Regions from separate parts of the Sus scrofa genome. Here all the other regions are linked to region 1. Evidence: chromatin contacts called from public Hi-C and HiChIP or PLAC-seq data. All regions are on one chromosome and are shown on one strand. Each heading gives the region's core, a stretch centred on a gene start, on an enhancer-like site or on the middle of the called end of the contact. The rest is flanking DNA. Distances are from core to core; before and after follow the strand shown.

Evidence for each region. A called contact is a pair of places that touch in the nucleus more often than the background predicts. HiChIP or PLAC-seq counts read pairs in DNA pulled down with a chosen protein or histone mark.
Region 2: a contact with region 1 is called in a Hi-C map of skeletal muscle, with 2.7 times the contacts expected there. The contact joins the promoter of SLC44A1 here to the enhancer-like site in region 1. A contact is called at or near these places in 1 of 5 promoter capture datasets (fetal liver) and 1 of 47 Hi-C or Micro-C datasets (skeletal muscle).
Region 3: a contact with region 1 is called in an H3K27ac HiChIP or PLAC-seq map of alveolar macrophages. The contact joins two enhancer-like sites. A contact is called at or near these places in 2 of 2 datasets of contacts at active chromatin or transcription factors (alveolar macrophages and skeletal muscle).

The regions. Positions count from the first base shown.
Region 1 is chr1:246,224,711-246,229,049 of Sscrofa11.1, forward strand. All of the region lies in intron 5 of ABCA1 (ATP-binding cassette, sub-family A (ABC1), member 1), which reads right to left. Among named protein-coding and RNA genes, the nearest start is that of ABCA1, 52 kb to the right of the region's middle. Within about 2 kb of position 1,866, at least 51 of the 83 cell types and tissues checked have an H3K27ac peak or open chromatin away from gene starts, as enhancers often do. A contact at or near this core is called in alveolar macrophages, fetal liver and skeletal muscle, where this site is marked.
Region 2 is chr1:246,546,255-246,550,593 of Sscrofa11.1, forward strand. SLC44A1 (choline transporter-like protein 1) reads left to right here and starts at 2,287. Exons shown (of 16, transcript XM_021067056.1): 1 at 2,287-2,540. The coding sequence starts at 2,505.
Region 3 is chr1:246,513,984-246,518,322 of Sscrofa11.1, forward strand. No RefSeq gene overlaps it. Among named protein-coding and RNA genes, the nearest start is that of SLC44A1, 32 kb to the right of the region's middle. Within about 2 kb of position 1,833, at least 13 of the 83 cell types and tissues checked have an H3K27ac peak or open chromatin away from gene starts, as enhancers often do. A contact at or near this core is called in alveolar macrophages, where this site is marked.

The sequences.
Region 1 (4,339 bases), core at 616-3,115:
AGCAGGAAAATGAGTGGAAAAGCCAAGAATGCCGAGATGATGTCTGATGTCTGAAACAGCCCTTCCCCTCTTGGCCTGGCTAACTCTTCCCCTTCTTTATGATTTGGCCCATGAGTCATCTCCTCCAGGAAGCCTGCCCTGATGTTCCCACCCTCCAGCTGAATCAGGTGGCCACCCTCCATGCCCTAATAGCCTCCTATGTGCACTTCCCCTGAGCTGCAGTTCTCTGAAACCACATCTTTCTCCCCAGAAGAACACCAGTGCCTGAGGGTCGGGACTTTGGAACTCCAAGGTGTGGCAGTGCCTCGCACAGCGGAGGTGGGTGGGGAAGGAATGGAGGAACACAAGGGAGCAAATCAAGTCATGAGCTGTAGTGATCTGCTGTGGGACAAAACAGGACATGCGTGTGAAACAAACCCGTCAAGAGAGCGCTCAGGTCTCCGGAAGTTCCCCCCACCCCACAGGTGCATCAGCCCAGGTCAGGAAGACAGTCAGGAGAGTGGGAGCTGGAGGCAGGGCGTGGGGACATGTCCATAACAAGACAAGTGGGGATGACAAGAGCATCTACCTCACAGGGCTGAGCTGGAGGTTAAATGAGGTCCCAGTAGGAAGCCTGGAACCAAGAAAAGGTCTCCATAAAGGATAAACTAACACCATCATCACTTTCAGAAAAGACACCTCAGTGGCTTCATTGCTAGTCTGACCCCAAAGCATATGCTTTCAGAATAGATAAGAACAGAGGAGCAACTGTGCCAACTAAGTCGATGCTGAATTTTTGATCTAAGATATATGTGTATGTGCACATGCACGCGTGCGCATGTGTGTTGTGTATTTGCCTGGCTGAGTTCCTGCATCAGAAAAAAGGATTAATTTTTTCTGCTGATACTGTCTATTAGGGGAAGAAAAGGTTGAATGTGACTGATTTGTCTATTCAGAACTTTAGAGAATCAACGGAATGATCACCTCTATAGGATCACTGCAAGGACGGACACAGGAGGAAGATGACAAGTAAGAGCAACCAATGGCTGGAGGCAAGATAGAGAACACTTAATGGAAAAGACAACCAGTCCTTGGCCATTTACTCTTGCCCACATGACCTTATCTGTAATGGGTGGGTGGGTTGTAGACGATGATTTCAGAGGTCTTCTTATTGTTGGTACTGAAAGGTACTAAGTCAGCACTCAACAGGCATCAGAAGATCTGAATTCAGGTCCCAGCTCTGCTGTTTCCTAACCGTGTAACCATTAACCTCACTCTTCCCCTTTTCTGACTCTCTCTGGCCTCCTCAGTTTCCTTAGACGTAAGATGGGGTAATAATAACAGGCACAGGTTGTTGTGCAAACCCAGATCAAGAAAGTACAAGTACCCTTTTGGAGGCAAGAGTCTCATGAGCTTCCACGGGTCACTGAGAGGATGTACCTGCTGTCAGAGAACACGGTCATCCAGTTGCTGGACCAGTCACTAAATAAAACGTTGCGTCCCTGCTGCCCTGCAGACAAGACAGAAAGTCCCCATCCAGCAAAAGGCCCCGAGAACCTCCCTGCTGCCATCTCTCCGATATGGACCAAAATACTTGATCCCCTGAACTCAGCCTCCTTAGTTTTGCCTTGAGGAGCCCATGGTGCATGTCCTTTTCCAGAGAATTTTACTTTGGGTGCAGGAGAGTGGGGCAAAGAAAAGGAGAAAAAAACAAAAAAACAAAAAACCGATTCAAGAGCTTAGAGTCTAAAGAACAAAAAAAGTGAAATGTGTGTTTGTGGGCTGAGGACAAACAGGACAGAATTCTCAGTCTCTTGCCAGTCCTCTGGGCAGGCTCTCAGCACAGGCTAAGGAAATTCTTCTGTGGGAGGCAGAGAGGGGTGGGAGGGCAGGACTCTTGCACCAGGGGGATGCTTTCATCCCCAGAGTGTTCCTCCTGCTTCTTCCCCAGCCTGCCCTGAGTGCAATGGAGGAGAAGGGGGGAGGGACGGGGGGGGGGGGCGGCAGGGAGGGCAGCCTCCCAGGAAAGCGGAGGAGGGAAACCCTCAGCTGAGCTGGCTGCGGCGGCGGGGTTACTCTCGGTCAATGCCCTCCAGTCCCCAGCTCAGTTTCAAGATCGCTGTAGTCTCTTTTGTTCAACATAAAAAGAAACCACAGCGATCAGCTGCTTGAGAAGTAGATGGAGGAGGCAAAGGAAGAAAAAGGAGAAGCAGAGAAAGAGATCATGTCAGCATCTAAGGCCCAGATACTCTTCTTAAAAGGACACCCAGGGGGTCTCCCAGCCCTGACCCATCACACCGGCAGTGGCCTCGAGGGGTCTCAGCCAGATCTCACTCCTGGCTTTACTCAGCCTAAGCCAAGCCTTATAAACAAGAAGACCTCAAAACATTTCTCTGCCAGAAGAGGGCTGGGAACAAACATGCTCAGCTTCTTCTGGGTGTTTGTTGCTGTTGTTGTTTTGGTTTGTTTTCCTGATGTTAGGGCTCCACTTTCTTCAAGAGTAGCTCCTGCCTGCTTCTCTGAGAGGGGTGCAGCCCTCAGGGAAAACCAGGGCCTCTGTGGGAACGTCAGGGCTCTAGAGAAGGGAGTTAGGCAGAGTGACCTGGCTGCTCCCTGAGGTGACTCCTCAGAGCAGGTGGGAGGAGGCTGGGAGCCTGCGGTCAGCACCTCTCCCTGCTGTTCATCTGGGCCCCAGCATCCCAACCGAGGAACAGTGGAGGTTTGCTGAGGGATCCCAAGACACCCCTGAAAGATCTAGAGTCTGGCTAACATGGTTCCTATCTCAGTTCTAGAAGTTTTCAGTTATGGGGCCTTGAAGAAGTCACTTGGGCTCTCTGATCCTGTATTTTTCTCTAAACAAAGGCTGATCATACCGGGGGAGAGGGTGGCTTAAGTAAATACTAAAGACACTAAATGTCTTACTGACTCACACATATTGTAAGAAAAAATATAAGCTTAGAAATCAAACAAGCTCAAAATAATTGTTGATAAAGTCTTGGATGACACTTACGTGAAGGGTTCCACAGAGAAACCAGAATATGTAGGCTTCTGCTTCCTGAACCCTTTGTGGCAAGTCCCAGGGAAGCCAGATACTTCTCCTGAGACCAACGGGAGCATCACAACTTTAGGAACCACATATTCTTTATTCTACATGGAATGGAACTTGCATTAGTTCAACAAACTTCTAAATGGCTGCTGAAGCAAAATACCAGAACTATGATTTCAAGTGGCAATAGTTCTTGGAGCTCCTTGAAGGCAGGAGCCTGTAATAAAAGATGCTGTATAAAAACAGAATCCCTGCCCTTGCCTTCCAAGAGATGGACAGAGGGTCAGGTGAGCAGAACTGGGAGTCTCCAGCCTTCTCTGCCACTGTAGAATCTGTCAACACTGAAATGGAGGGATGGAGAGAGACATGACATGTCTTTCCCAGATCCATCTACGAAGGCAACAGTATACCTGTGTCTTACTGAGAGGTGGGCAAAGTGGGAGAGGTTGTCAGGAGCCCCTGGAACCAGGACTGACATCAGCTAATAAGAAGCTGAATGGTAACCAGGTCCTCAAAGCACGAATGGAGACTGTGCCCCAGAGGGAGAGGGTGACCTGTTCATACTGGCCAGGACCTCTGCTAATGCAGTGGAGGTGGTGGCACAGTCCAGCTGGCTTGGGAAGCCCAAAGGGAAAAGAAAGGGAACACTGAGGAGGTAGCACTAGTCACAGTGAGTTCTGGATCTAAAGAAAAAGAGAGAAAGAGTCAAGAGCCAATATTAGACAAAGCAAGAAAACTCCTGGGAGAACTCTGCACGGAGAACCCTTTGTGAAGGCCAGAGAGGTGGAAGGTGAGGAAGGATGTCCAGAAAAGGCAAGGACTTCAAGAGAGAAGATGAGATCAAAATAGGGGGAAAGAGAGTCTAGAAACAGAAAAGACCAAATCAGACAGAAAGCACAGACAGAAAAAGAGCTGGGAGGAAAGAAGAGAGTTTGAGGCATTCAACTCTTGCTCATGAGCTGGTCTTTGAAAATGAGACTAGATGCTCCTAACACCTTGACTGAGGGATCAGAATCAGCCTGCAGAGCCCTGAGAAGGCCAGGAAGATGGGATGGACGCGAAGATGAGTTTATGAATTAGGGGCTGAAGAGAGTTCTTCCTAGCGCTGGGCTAAGGAAGAACTGTTAAAATATATATTTTTATATGGTATAAAATACCATGGTGTGTGTGTGTGTGATATAAAGTGCTTAATTTGTTCTTTTAAATTTGATAAAAATGTATTAAGGGACATAGCAGTGCTTTATCAGCAGAGGAAGGGGATTAAAATGTACCGAACATCAAATACATTATATGTACTACAATGCTTAAAACAAG
Region 2 (4,339 bases), core at 1,037-3,536, 320 kb after region 1:
TACAAAATAAGTACTAGCTACTACATAGAATAACTACACTAGCCAAGAAGATTTTTATAATCTGAGAGAAATGCTCCCATATTGACTCTGCTAAGAGAAACAACTCCCCTTTCCTTGATTATAAAGAGGGAAGACAGATGGCTTCTTGTTTAAGACTGTAATTTTACTTTCAGCCTCCTCCCTCAGTTAAAAACAAGATGTACTTTGAGGCTTTGAGGGAAAAATCTCAAGGGAAGGTTTTTTTATTTCTGGTGTATTGAATAATTCAACAAACATTTGAAAGAGCTGAGACAGATACAAAGGAGAAAATGCTTTTCCTTGTTCTCAGGGAGTTTACAATCTAATGGTGGAGTTTACAATCAGAATTGGGACCAGAGCCATTAATGGCCTAATGGTTATTGGTAACATACTTAGGATTCACCAGCCCAGTGGTATGGTGAACCCTCTGATCAAATTGTAAAGGAACACAGGGAGAATACAGGGGAAGAATTAATGATCTCAAGCAGTACTTAATGAATCCTTACTATTCTACTAGTTACTTTCATTTATTATTTAATCTTTATTTTATTTTATTTATTTATTTTTTGGCTGTGCCCTCCATGTGCAGAAGTTCTTGGGCCAGGCATCCAACCAACGCCACAGCAGTGACCCAAGTCATAGCAGTGACAATGTGGGTTCCTTAACCCACTAAGCCACCAGAGAACTTCATATATTGTTTAATCTTGACACCCACTCTTCCTGGTTAACCTTATTATCTGTTTTTCACAGAAGCGGAGAAAGAGGCTAAGAGAAGTGACATATTCTGGTCACAGACCCAAGAAATTGAAACACACAACTGGAAATTCTTTGGCTTTTTCTTTGGCTGTCCCCAGGTTCCCATTGTGACTTTGCTTTCCCTTTCAAGGCACATAAAGTCAATTTACTTCTGTGCTATTTCCCCCCACCCCAGACTTTGAGTAGTCTTTTTTGTTCTTTTCTTCTTTTTTTTAGGGCAGCTGGAGAGGCATATGGAAGTTCCCAGGCTAGACTGTGAATAGGAGTTTTAGCTGCCAGTCTATTTCAGAGCCACAGCAAGTAGGATCCGAGCACAGCGACGCTCCTTAACCCGCTGATTGAGGCCAGGCATCGATTGAGGCCAGGCATCGAACTTGCAACCTCATTGATACTAGTCGTATTTGTTTCTGCTATGCCACAAAGGGAACTCCCTGAGTAGTCTTTAAAACTTCATGCCTTTCATTTGCAAACTTTTTTTTTTCTTTTCTGATTGTCTTTAAGGAAACATGTAAAGGACTTGTAATAGTGCCTTGTAAGTGGTTCTCTTAATATTAAGCATGATTTTTGGTTTTATTCCTGCTACATTTTAGCTGTTTTCATCTCATACCATTTCTCAGCGACTTAGGGTTGTAAATTTCTTGAAGGTGGTGACCACGCCTACTCTGTCGATAATGCATTGCGTATGTATGTAGCAATGGGGACAGCAGAAGCGTTGGCTCTTTTGTTCACCTTTTTATTCTTAGTGCCTATAAACTACTGTAATTTAGTATACCCTCAGCATATATATGTCTTAATACAATGAATTAATACTCGTTTATTGTATTTGTGGTCTATTCTGCACAAAAAGTATCTATCCTTCAGATCCGATATGTCTCTGAATTGAAAGACCTGGAGAACTTTCTGCCCTTTCCCTATTTTCAGCTGTTTATAAGAAGTTCGACCTTGAGTGAGTTCCCTTAGGCTCTCGGTGCCCTTCAAGGCTCAGTTTCCACATCAGCAAAATGGGGCGAGTAGCAACAGATGATCCTCGTCTTCTATCATCTACTCCTTCTCCAGGGATTTATCGTGTACCTTTTCCTCTGGATTAACATCAGCCACCCCTCGGGTTGCGCGCCTCGCCCATGCCTCCGGAAGCAACCCGGCCCCATTTCAGCAGCGAGCCTGCTCAACTCTCGGGCGCCCCAGCCTCAGGCGCCCTCTTGCCCTGAGGTAGCGCTCTGCCTCGGTGCCACAGTTAAATGGGCTCGGCACCGCGCAGGCTCCGACGCGCGCTGAAGGGCCCGGCCTCGTTTTGGCCGCAGCCGCCCGGCCGCCCGCGCGGCGCTGCACTGGGGGCGGGGAGTCTGATGGGAGACGCGAGCGGCGCTGAGGAGGCGGCTGCCCGGGAGAGGGAGCGGGAGAGGGACTGGGCGCGGGAGGCGGGAGGCGGGGGACAGGGGGAGGCGCCGTCGCCGCCGCCGCCCGCCCCTTTCCGCTGGGGAGCAGCTGCAGCAGCAGGAGCGGAGCAGGAGCCACGCAGCCACCACCGCCGCCGCCGGGGGATGTGGCCGGCGCCTGCCCCGAGTCGCGCCGCCTCCTGAGTACCTGCCGCCGCCCGAGCAGCCGCCGCCACCGCCGAGCAGTGCGGGGCCAGGCCGCGCCCTCCCCGGGCGCCCGCCGGCTCGCATGCCGAGGGGCTCCGGGGCGTAGCTGCGCGCCCGGCGCCGCCTCCGGGCTCCTCCGGCCCCGCCATGGGCTGCTGCAGCTCCGCCTCCTCAGCCGCGCAGGTGAGGGGCTCCCGCCTCCCGGCCGCCCGCCCGGATGCCTCTCCCGCACCGCGTTGCGCCGCGGGCGCCCGCTGCCTCCCACTACCCGCAAGCCTCCCTTCGGCCCACGGTGCACTCCAGAGACCCCCACCTCCGCCTCCCTCTCCTGCCTCCCTCTGTCCCGCAGATGCCCCCGCGCTGGCTCCCGAGGCTGCTGACTCGCAGGCGCCTCTGCGCGGCCCCCAGGGCGCCTCTAGCTCTGCCCGGCCCCTTTCCGACTTGGCAGCCTCCTCCCAGTCACACCTGAGCGGCCCCGTCCCGCCAGCCTGCAGGTACTGGCAACAAGGGCGCCTGCTCTCTGCCCCAGGTGGCACCCCTTCCTTCGTCTTGTGGGCCTGGCTCCTCTCTTCCCACCTCCTTGGAGACTTCCCTCGCCCCATCCACTGACTATTTTCTGTGCTTCCTGGAGGAGTACCCCCAGTATGGGCTGTTTACCCCTTTCCCACCTTATTACAGTTTCTGCTCTATTCGATATTGTGTCCCCTTTCTCTTGCCAGCGCCCCCCGTCCGGGTTCAAGTGTTTAAGCGAGTCCCGGAGCCCTTCTTCGATCCGCTTTCCCAATTCTAGTCGCTTGCCTCCTACCCCATCCCCCCTTTGTGCCTTGACCCCGGGCACCGCGGCCTCTTCGTAAACCGAGGCCCCTGCGGGAGCGCTGGGACTGGGTAGGGAAGGAGATTGGGCACCTGGTGGGTGACGGGAGCGTTACGGAAACTCCCTCTTTGTTGCCAGTGTAACAGGAGAAAGAGGTGCCGAATTTAGTTTTTCTGTGGGCACTGGCTGAATGTTGTCGCTGAGGGCTGAGATGCAGAGATTTCTCCCAGCTTCCACCCTGCCCCCATCCAAATTTCGCTAACCTCCCTCTCGCCAATCCGAGCCCTTAACCTGGACAGAAATGTTTAGACAACTGTATAAGGATCAAATGTAATAGGACTTGACTGATGGCCACTAATAACTGAGAGGACCTGTTTGTAAATTACCTAATTTAGTGGATTAGTGAGTGTATTTACAAATACGATAAAAAGCAATCAGGAATACTGCATCAAACTGTCTGGTGGTGGTGTATGAAAAATAGGCTCTGACAACGCCTGGGATGTAATCTCACAGTTTCATTAGCGTAGAATTTAACTGTGGTCTTTGATTTGTTTGTTTTGGGGGGAGACAAGGGCTCTTGTTTTTAGAAATAAAGGAGGGTCGGTTCTTGGTGAAGAAAAATGCTAGTTTGGGAAAATAATTCCTTCAGAGATCTGGCATCTGTGATAATGCCAGAAGTGTTTTGCTGCTGCTAAATGACTATATATAACTCAGTTTTAAATAACCTGCATACTTGTTTCGAAAATCTGAGATCTGTTAGAGAGAGAATGACTAGAATTGCAGAGGACATTTATGCTTTATTAAGTATCCATCCTATTTGTCCATTTCTTTTTTGGGTGTTTGCTTACTCGTGTGCTTTTTTTTTTTCTTTCCCTACTAGGATCACAGTCAGACGGATTGCTTTAGTTAAACCTTCCTGTTCAGTTAGAATAACAAAGAAAAACTATATATACTAGTGTTACCAAGGGTCGATAGACCACGGTTTTCATGTTAACAGATAAAGGTGTGAAATCACACAATACCTTTCAATTGGTTAGGCGTTTGGGGGAAGTAGGAGGAATCACGTTAAGTGTATTTTCTTAAATATTATTTTCAACAAAAAGGTGGCTTTCCTGTTGCCTTTCTTTTAAGAACTAGGTTACTTTGCATCCTTTTTTGGTGGTGAAAT
Region 3 (4,339 bases), core at 583-3,082, 290 kb after region 1:
CTTGTGAGGAACCTTTGGTTTTTCAGCTCTAAAAAAGGATCTGAGTGAGATGCAGAGTGGAGGGAAAATGCAACTTCTCAGATTGACACTTGATCTTAGGAGATCCATCCCCTTGCCTTGTGACCTTCACTCTACTCTGAGGAGAACTACCTAGGGGCTTTCATTAAAACAAGTTTTCAGGAGTTACCCCTGCAGGTCTGACTACATTCGTTTTTGTTTGTTTTTTTTCTTTTTTCTTTTTCAGGCCACACCCATAGCATTTGGAGGTTCCCAGGCTAGGGGTCGAATTGAAGCTACAGATGCCGGTCTTCACCACAGCCACAGCAATCTGAGCCAAATCTGCAACCTACACCACAGCTCACTGCAACACTGGATCCCCCACCCACTGAGTGAGGTCAGAGATTGAATCCACCTCCTCCTGGTTACTAATCAGATTTGTTTCCGCTGTACCACAAGGGGAACTCCCTGACTACATTGACTGACTGAGGTGAAGAGGAAATCATAAACAAAAATTATAGCCATTTGAGTTTCATTACATTAACATTGCAGCATGAAGCCAAAAAAAAAAAATATTGCTAAGAAACCATAATAATCATGGCAGCTAGCCTTTATTGAAAGCTGACTTCAGGCTAGGCACTAAGATACATATCATTTGTCACAACAAGGCTTTGACTACTTTGTTTTACAAATGAGGAAATTGAGACTTAGATTATGTAACTCACCCAAGGTTCCACAGTTGAGATGAAGCTGAGCCAGAATCCAAATCCACTGCATGAGTTTGCTAGGGCTGCCATAACAAAGTGTCACTGAGTGAGTGATTTAAACAAGAGAAATTAATTTTCTCTCAGTTCTGGAAGCCAGAAGTCTAAGAGCAAGGTGTGGGTAGGGTTGATTCTTTCCAAGAGCCATGAGGGAAAGGTGTGTTCCCAGCTTCTCTCCTTTCCAGGCAGAGCCTTTTTGATCTCAGAGAACCTCAACTCCTGCCTCAGTCTCCATGTCCTTTGCAGAGGCCAACCCCCTGCCTGGAAGGTCTGTCCTCATACATCTGCCTAACTCCTGTTTAACTTCCAAAGCTGACAGTAGGAACCACCTCCCTGTGGAAGACCTCCTTATCTTGCCAGATTCTTCTGAGCTTCCTATTCTTGCTACTGGACCTAAAGGTCTCTCATGGAGAGAAAAGTGGGCAGTGTCTCAATCCCTATAGGTTGGCACATCACAGTGCTGAGGAAATGTTTGACCATTTGACCCTCTGCCTCACTCAAATCCCACAGCACTGGCAGACCCCTGACTGGTGATTGTTTGCTTGGACTTTGAAAAATCCCTGTGGCCTTGTCTTCCAGACGTTATAAGTCATTGATTTCCATTGTTTATCATCCTCTGACTTGTGGCTGCCCAAGCCCTGGGCACCATGCCCATTTCACCAAGCCCCCTGGTACCCTCTGCCTGTCATGTTCCAGTCTGATAGATTAATCCTCCTTTTACCTGCCTCTACCCAGCATTCCTTCTCTATCACCACGAAAAAGGATAGGATAGTCTGTACTTGAATACATGAGTGTGTGTGTGTGTGTGTGAAAGAGAGACAGACAGAGAGAGCCAGACTGTCTCAAGCAAAAAAGGAATGTCTGAGCTTATGAAACTAGAAATCCCAGCAACACTGTTCAGCTTCAGTTCATACAACAAGCTCAGCCCCTTCACCAGTCTCCACAATATAATCGTGAATGCTGAACATCTCATTCATTTAGAACATTGGACCAAAGATTTGTGCCTCCCCACAAAGGGTTGCATCATGTGGCAGACATCTCCCTGCTGTTGCATGGTGGTTGCACCCTCTGCCCTCCCCCTTCTCTGCCGTCTCTTAAGGAACAACACAATCCATCTCCTTGCCTCATGCAAAGCAGGTTAGCGGACATCTTTTCTTGATGGACAAGGCCCTTGGGACTTCACTTTCCACCCCAAATGTCATTGCAAAGTATTTCTTCTAATCAACCAGAGAGCTCTCCCTCAGACAGTTCTGATGACCAACATTTTCTCCACCTCACTGCTCGCCAGTGTTCACAGCACTGCCCTTTGGCTGTGGATAAAGCTTATACCTCAGGCTCCAAACCAGAAGAGTGGATGACTGAGAGAGCAGAGGGCTTACACAGAGGGAAGCATCCCCTGGGCAAGGAGCCTGACCAGTTCATCCCCCCCCCGCCCCCGCCCCAAGTTACCACATAGCCCAGAACAGTATCTGGAACATACAAGGCACATTTGATACTGTTTGTGGAGTGCAGAGTCATTTGAGTGATTAACCAGCATGTCTTATGAGGCAGGGAAAAGATGATTCATAACACTTGGAGAAAGGCAGGGCTTAGGAGGGCCAGGGCCGGGCAAGATGTACAAGAAGGGAGTCATTTACACTTCCTCCCTTGGGTAGAAGGCAATTTCCTGAACTTTAAAAAAAATGTGTCCCGGACTTTCTGCTGTGGTGCAATGGGATTAGCAGCATCTATGCAACACCAGGACTCGGGTTCAATCTCCAGCACACACAGTGGATTAAAGGCTCTGGCGCTGGAGTTTCCGTTGTGGCGCATCGCTTAACAAATCCGACTAGGAACCATGAGGTTGCGGGTTCCATCCCTGGCTGTGTTCAGTGGGTTAAGGATCCAGCGTTGCCGTGAGCTGTGGTGTCGGTTGCAGACACAGCTCGGATCCCGCGTTGCTGTGGATCTGGTGAAGGCCGGCGGCTACAGCTCCAATTAGACACCTAGCCTGGGAACCTCCATGTGCTAAGGGTGCAGCCCTAGAAAATCCAAAAAAAATAAATAAATAAATAAATAAATAAAAAGTAAAGGCTCTGGCGTTGCCTCAGCTGCAGTGTAGTTTGCAACTGTGGCTCCAATCTGATCCCTGGCCCGGGAACTTCATATGCTGAGAGGTGGCCTAAAAAGAAAAACAAAGGACCTGAATAGACAGTTCTCCAAGAAGATGTACAGATGGCCAACAAACACCTGAAAAAATCTCAACATCCCTGATTATTAGAGAAATGCAAATCAAAACTACCATGAGATACGACCTCACACCAGTCAGAATGGCCATTATTAATAACTCCACAAATAACAAATGCTGGAGGGAGGTGTGGAAAAAAGGGAAACCTCCTGCACTGTTGGTGGGAATGTAAACTGGTACAGCCACTATGGAGAACAGCATGGAGGTACCTTAGATATCTACACATAGAACCACCATATGATCTAGCAACCCCACTCTTGGGCATATATCCCGACAAAACTTTCCTTAAAAAAGATACATGTACCCGCATGTTCATTGCAGCACTGTTCACAATAGCCAAGACATAGAAACAACCCAAATGTCCATCGACAGAGTATTGGATTAGGAAGATGTGGTATATACACACAATGGAATACTACTTAGCCATAAAAAAGAATGACATAATGCCATTTGCAGCAGCATGGAGGGAACTAGAGACTCTCATCCTGAGTGAAATAAGTCAGAAAGAGAAAGACAAATACCATATGATATCACTTATAACTGGAATCTAATATACAGCACAAATGAACCTTTCCACAGAAAAGAAAATTATGGACTTGGAGAATAGACTTGTGGCTGCCAGAGGGGAGAGGGAGGGAGTGGGAGGGATCGGGAGCTTGGGGTTAACAGGTGCAAACTCTTGCCTTTGGAATGGATTTACAGTGAGATTCTGCTGTGTAGCTTTGAGAACTATGTCTAGATACTTACATCGCAACACAACAATGCGTAACTTAATCCATGCTGTACAGTGAAAAAGAAAGAAAGAAAAAGAGAGAGAGAGAGAAAGAAAAATGCGTTCCCATTGTGACTCAGCAGTAACAAACCCAACTGGCATCCATGAGGATGGGTTCCATCTGTGGCCTCATTCAGTGGGTTAAGGATCCAGCATTGCCGTGAGCGGTGGTGGGTGTCGAAGATGAGGCTCCGATCTGGAGTTGCAGTGGCTGTGCCATAGGCTGGTAGCTGCAGTTTCAAATAACCCCTAGCCTGGGAACTTCCATATGCTGCACATATGGCCCTTAAAAAGCAAAACAAAACCAAAACCAAAAACGTGCCCTATATTTGCTGCCTTTGGTAACTACTCATTTCCTTTATTTCTTTGTTTTTTATTTCATGATCAGTATTGTAAGTACATATATCCTTTTTTTTTTTTTAATTTCATTTGCTTTGGGAATATAAGACTGCGGGGAGCTAGTTTAAAAGAAATCAAAATGTTCTGAACTGATCCAAGCTAATCTGGCCAGTCAGCAGCTACAAGCTTTTGAGGTAAACATCAGTAGCCTCCAGTGCTCATAGGTGGGTGGTGGCATTC